Regions from separate parts of the Cricetulus griseus genome. Here region 1 is linked to region 2. The links are chromatin contacts, called in public Hi-C maps. All regions are on one chromosome and are shown on one strand. The core of a region is the stretch at or near the end of the contact, and the rest is flanking DNA. Distances in the headings are between cores, read along the strand shown.

Evidence for each region. A called contact is a pair of places that touch in the nucleus more often than the background predicts.
Region 1: a Hi-C map of liver shows a contact between it and region 2, with 3 times the contacts expected there. The contact joins the promoter of Nbl1 here to the enhancer-like site in region 2. A contact is called at or near these places in 2 of 8 Hi-C or Micro-C datasets (the CHO-K1 cell line and liver).

Annotation. Positions count from the first base shown.
Region 1 is chr2:14,218,226-14,221,190 of CriGri-PICRH-1.0, forward strand. Nbl1 (neuroblastoma suppressor of tumorigenicity 1) reads left to right here and starts at 1,674. Exons shown (of 3, transcript XM_027399829.2): 1 at 1,674-1,807.
Region 2 is chr2:14,054,439-14,057,394 of CriGri-PICRH-1.0, forward strand. All of the region lies in intron 2 of Capzb (F-actin-capping protein subunit beta), which reads right to left. Among named protein-coding and RNA genes, the nearest start is that of Slc66a1, 62 kb to the left of the region's middle. Within about 2 kb of position 1,618, at least 1 of the 6 cell types and tissues checked has open chromatin away from gene starts, as enhancers often do.

The DNA of each region.
Region 1 (2,965 bases), core at 424-2,923, 160 kb after region 2:
TAACTTGCAGGAGTCAGTTCCCTCCTCCCATAATGGGTCATAGGGATCAAAGTCAGGCTGCTAGACCAGGTGTCAGTGCCCTCACCCACTGAGCCATCTCACCAGCTCCTGTTTTGTTTGAGACAGGGTCTCACGTAGCCCAGGTTAGCATGGAACTAGTTGAAGCTGGCCTTGAGCTCCTGATGGGATGATAGGCATGTATCACCATGTCTGGTGGGAATGGGCTCTCACAGAACATCCATATCCACTCCCATCCTGCCCAAGGTCCACACTGGAGACTGCTGGCAAGCTTAGGCTGTAAAGCACCCCGCATATGGCATGCTGCATCAAGGCCGGTATCTGCAGCTCATGGTCCTCCAAACCTTAGCCTCTCACTGTGTAACTTTTGGATGAGCTACTTCAGCTGTTTCTGGACCCATTGCATTTATTAAATGGAGCTAGCACTGAAATGAAACGAAGAGCTCTGCCTTCAAGGGGCTGATGGGGGACATTGTAAAGAGAGATCAGCATGAACAGATGTATTCCAGGCTGCAAGATCACACCTGGAGGAGGAAGACGTGGAAGCCACCTGAGGACCCCGGTAGACGAAGAATGCATTGAACAGGAGATAGAGGGAGGGGACAATCTAGGCTGAAAAACAGCATTAACAGCTGTTGATTTGGGGAGCAGGCGGCCTTGGACAGCCAAGATGTTACCATTAGGCCACTAGGAGGCCTTGCCAACCCCCACCCTCATGCTTGGCAACTTGAAGATGTCAGGTGAGCAGGGTTGAGTCCATCTGAATGACTGAAATACGTGATATGGACCACCAACTTTCACCATCCTGCTCGTTGATGCCCTGGGCTGTCACCTCCAAGGGACAAGAAAGACACCACCTTCTTCCTCCTCTTAGGGTGGCCTGGAACTGGCTGTTTAGTTGACCGTGGGTCTTGGGTGGGCGCCGCTGTTCTCAGTTTATGGGGTCCTGAGGATAGAAGCCAGGTCTCCTGCATGCGAGGCAAGCAGTCTGCCAAACTGGGCGACAGCCCCAGTCCGGATCGACCTTATTCTTTTGGAACAGGCTACACCGGTGCAATTTCATCTCAGTGGATTAGGTAGATATTCCCTCCTTCAGGGGACCTGCACTGTCCCCTCTTCAAAGAGCCCGAGTGAGTCTGTTTTGGCTTCTCAGACCTTTCTCTGGATGCCCTAGCTAAGTTGTTTGGAGGTCAAGGGGCAAGGAGCACAGCCCAGATCGGAACCCAGCCTCCTGAGGGAAGGTTGGGAGCAGCTTCGGATGGGCTCCTGGTGCTGGAACCCCAGTAGGCTGGAGTGTTGCACTCAGCAAGTGTCCAAAGTCTGTTACTGTCTCTCCAAGGCCTGGCAAGACCTGATAGCACAGAAAAGCCTGGCTGAGGGGAATCAAAGCCTGAGAAGCGGCCGGGTGCCTGGCTTGTGCCCTTTCATCTCTGTCCCGGCCGTCGGGAGAGTGGGGCCCGCGGCCTGGGCGCCCCTGCTCGCGCGCGGAGGGAGCGGCCCTCGCCCGCCGGCCCGCCCGCCCTGCCCGCGCGGCCCTCCCCTCGCCGCCGCTGCCCCCGCCCTCGCTCCCTATTTGGAGCTGAGACACCCTGACGTCGGAGGCGCTCGGCCCGCCGCTCCCCCGCGCCTCGCGCCCGCCTGGGGCCGCAGACGGCCAGAAGAGCAGCCCAGCCGAGCCTCGCGGGGTCACTCCAGCCCAAGGACCCCGGGTGTGGGATCCCCGAGGCCCCCAACCACCTCCCAGGACCCCCAGGAGGACGCGCCGCGCTCCCTGCTGCCGCCGCGCGCGGTAAGTATCGCCCGGGCCCGCACGCTGGAGCGGGGCAGCCGGGGTCCCCTTGCTACCGCGCCCCACAGCATCCCTAGAGTCCCGCAGTTCCACTCTGCGTCCCGCCAGCCCGTGACCCCCGAGCCGCGCAGCTCAGCGGCCGGCCCGGCGTCTCCGATCGCCCGCGCTGGGGACGTGGGCGCGGCTCCCGGTGGCCAGGGGGCACCAGCGGCGTCCCGAGCCGGTCGCCAGCCGCGCCCCGAGGCTCCGTTTCTTGTAGGAGTTTCGCCGCCAGGACTAAGAGTGGGAGGGAGAGCGTCGCCCGGCGGGCGCCGGGCAGCGCTGGGACTCTGGGCTCGTTCTTCCTTTGGCTCCGTCCTTGTCCCCCACTCGGTCCCTGTCTCCATCCACAGGTCTCTGACTCTCCATCGCTCCATTTCCGCCTCCACGCTCTCGCAGGAGTTCTGTCCCTCCCACTGTCCCCCTCGTGCCTCGATTTTCACTTTCTTTGCCTTCGTGTTTTCTCTCGGCGACTGAGCGCCTCCCTGACCTCCACCCTTCAAATCAAAGCATCCCGCCCCAGCTTCCGAGGCGCGGTCCCCCAGTTGGGCTCGCGCAGAGTTCCTTTGGCACTACGAAAGACCCCAAACTCCCCTCTTTCCTGCCCCCAAAGTCTGGCCGGTGTCAATCCCCCCTGCAGAAAGGGAGAGGGAGAGCAGGCGTGAGCGCCCGAGCTAGCTAGCTAGCCTTTCCTGGGGCTCTAGCGAGCCTTGTAAGCATTCCACCCCAATGAGGCAGTGTTCACCGCAGGGCTCTGCTGCCGGCCACCTGCCCTCCAGCCGGCTCTGGCTCCTGGGCCAGGCGATGATCTTTTACAAGCGTCACTAAAGGGGGCAGCTGCTTGACTTGGCCTGGTTGCGGGGGAGCAGGAGGGAGGAGCGGGCGGGCATTTAGGGAGAAAGCCACATTTCCATGCTTTCCGAGGCCCTTGCCTTGCTGGAAGCCACCAGCCTGCAATTCGGAACACCCCAGGAAAACAGCCTGCTGGCACAGGCTGAGAGTGGGGAAGTAAGTTGTCAACAGGCAGCCCCCCACTCTTTGTCACTAAGCAGCCAGCCCCCTGAGACACCCACGGATGCTGGAACTGCCTGGGCGGATTTGTCTTGAGTTAGAGCCAAA
Region 2 (2,956 bases), core at 368-2,867:
CAGGATACACCCCAGCGCACAAGCACTTGGATAGGTTGTGCAGGCTGGCTCTCCACCCACTGAGTCCCTGAAGGATAAGTTCTCAAGTAGGGCCATATTTTCAAGTTCTATTTGCACCACCCCGTCTTCTTCTGATCAAAGACAATCAAGCCTGGAGCAACACCACTATGGCCATCACTGGAAACAAGTACAGGATATACAGTGTGGCAGGGAGCAGCTGCCCCAGAGTGCACTGGGGGTACCACCTACCCGTCCTGCCCCTAATCCTGAGACTGGCCTACTAGCTGTCCCCTCAACATGCAAGTTTGTTTACAAACCCTCCCCACTGAGAGCTGGTGTATACACTGTAGGATGATGAGTTAAATATGAATTTCAGATTTATGATGAAGACCATTTTAGTCTGACTCTGCCTCAAATGTTCCACGGGACAACCAACAGTCTATCACATTCCCCTTCTGGGTCCCAATGTTCCTGCAGGCCCACCCTGCACTCCCACTCCTCAAAAGGGGTTCCTGGAATAACCCTGTGTCAGCAGGACAGTGAATAAGCCTGAGCTGGCTGTCCTAATACCACCAATAGACTGCTCTTCCCTGCCCCGTGTCAACTGGGTTAATGCTGTGCCCAACGAGGCCCTGAGGGCACCCCAACCAAGCATTGTGTCCCATCAGCTGCAGAGGGATCTCAATCTATGCTCAGGCACCTGAGATCACACTGGAGAGCAATGGCTGCTCATCTCTGAAACCCAGTAGATTATTCAAAATTTCTCCCCTCCGTTCTTCCCACCCACTGGTTGTGTCATATTCTTGGTTGTCACAAATTGTAAGTTTAAAGAGCAACTTAAATGCATGGCCAGGTCCAACTAGCTAAGAGTCCACTGTGTGTGCCTTGTGGCCGTGGCTCTGCAGCCTTTAAGGAGAGGAGTGGAGCCAGCACAAATGGCTTTTGGTTGCTCCCCAAACTGCACACTTGACCTACCTTGCTACCACTGGCCTCTGCACGGAACGTTTACCTAACACCAAGGGAGTTGGTCAACCCAGGCTGCTGGGAGTACTTAATTTCCAGTGACACCATTTAATGTTGCTGGGACAGGGCCTGCTGTCACCTCCAGAGGGAAGGCTCAGAGCACAGCATTCTTTATTGCACACTAGCCAAGGGGCAGGAACCAGGTGCTCTTGTCTGGCTTTGGGTTCAGCCCAAGCACAGCAAAGAAAGCTTTAATAGGGTACAGGACAACGGCATGTGCCTGTTGCCCCAACTACTCAGGAGACCGAGGCAGAAGAAACACTTTACTCCATGAGTTCAAGACCAGTGTAGGCCACACAGCAAAACCTTATACCAGATAATGCCGGTAATAAACCACAAAAGAGATGAGCATCTGCCACCATGGGGCCAAGTCTGTTGGCATTACTCACTCCGATCCCCAGGGCAGGTCTTCATAGAGACCATTTATTTTAAAGAAGGGGCACACGGGGCCTGAGCAACAAGCTGCTTAGAGTCACACAGCCAGTAGCCAGCATCTAAGAGGGGCATAAGGGACACAGTTCAGCTGGGTTAAGAAATACATCTCAGTGCTGCTCCTGCCCAAATGGCGTGCTTTCCTCCTATCTAACCCAACAGCTGATCGAATGAAAGGCAACACAAATCAGAAGCTTCCGGCCACAAGCAAGCCTGTGTGAGCTGTCATATGGTTCTACTTTGCCTCTTCCTCTTTTCCATTAGTTATTAATTTTGAAAAAAAAAAAAAAACTTGTTCAACCAGAAAAAGAAACTCGAGATGAACCCTTTAAAAAAAAAAAAAAAAAAGCACAAAAGCCAGAGTGGTTCAACTCTCCGGATAATCTAATCCCTGGCGCCCTCGTCTTTTAGAAGTGAACCCTTGGACCTTGATTTTTTAAAAAATGGCCAAGTGAACACATTCCATCGTTTGATCTGCTTGCTGGCTGAGAGCCCGCCACCAGAGAGATAAGGATCGAAAGCAGACCCTGTCCACTCGGGTGCACATGCAGATGAGTGATGGTGAAATCAAGGCTTGGGAGAGAGTCCCAGCTGGCCCCACTCCAGAGAAGAGGGGTAGATGCCAGAGACCCCAATGGCCAGCAGAGGGCTCTGCTTACAACCAGATCCTGCTTTCCGCAGGGCCCCAAAGTCATACTTTTAAAAAAATAAAGCAACGGAAGCAAGGAAGAGTGTCCCTAGCGGCACACATGTCAGCATCAGAAACACAACACATGGTGGGAAGGCAAACAGGTTCAAACTCTGGTCTGCCATTACCGGCCTCCTAACCCAGGAACTGGGAGTTCTAACACCCCACAGAGAAATTCTTCCCATACACTAAATACCGGAGTGCCCGCTGCAGGCACAGGACAAGGCAGACATACACAGTTCTCTGGTCAGCAAGGTCCAGTCATGGAAACAGACTAGAGAAGGGAAGGTTTGTGCCAATGGGAGATCTCAGTATTGCCAGGGCAGGAAAAAAAAAAACAAAAAACCTGGGGACACAAGATGAGGCTGGGGGTGGGGGGTGACATGCAAATGACAGAGATGGCAAGGAAAAGAGGAGGGGTATCGGCACACAGCTCTGCAGCAAGAGCCCACCAATGAAAGTGTGAGAGTCAGGGTGTGCACACAGCAAGAATGGTCCCTGTGAGGCATACAGCCAGACACAGAAGGCCAGGAAAGCAAGCTGTCCCAAACCAGTCAAGCTGGGAAGGCAGGGGAAAGAGATGACTGAGCAACAGGGTTTGTGCCCACCACCAAGTAGGGCCTGCTCTCTCAAAGTTCAACAGCAGGGTGGGGCTCCTGCACGGTGTGGCCCCCAGCTCCTCCAGGCCTACCACTGCTCCTCTTTACTGGACACTAGATTCTTATGCAGAAAGATACCCATAACCCTCATCTGAATATGGTGACCTGTAGGGTGTAGCATTATTAACACTATTGTATGTACACATCAAGTGTG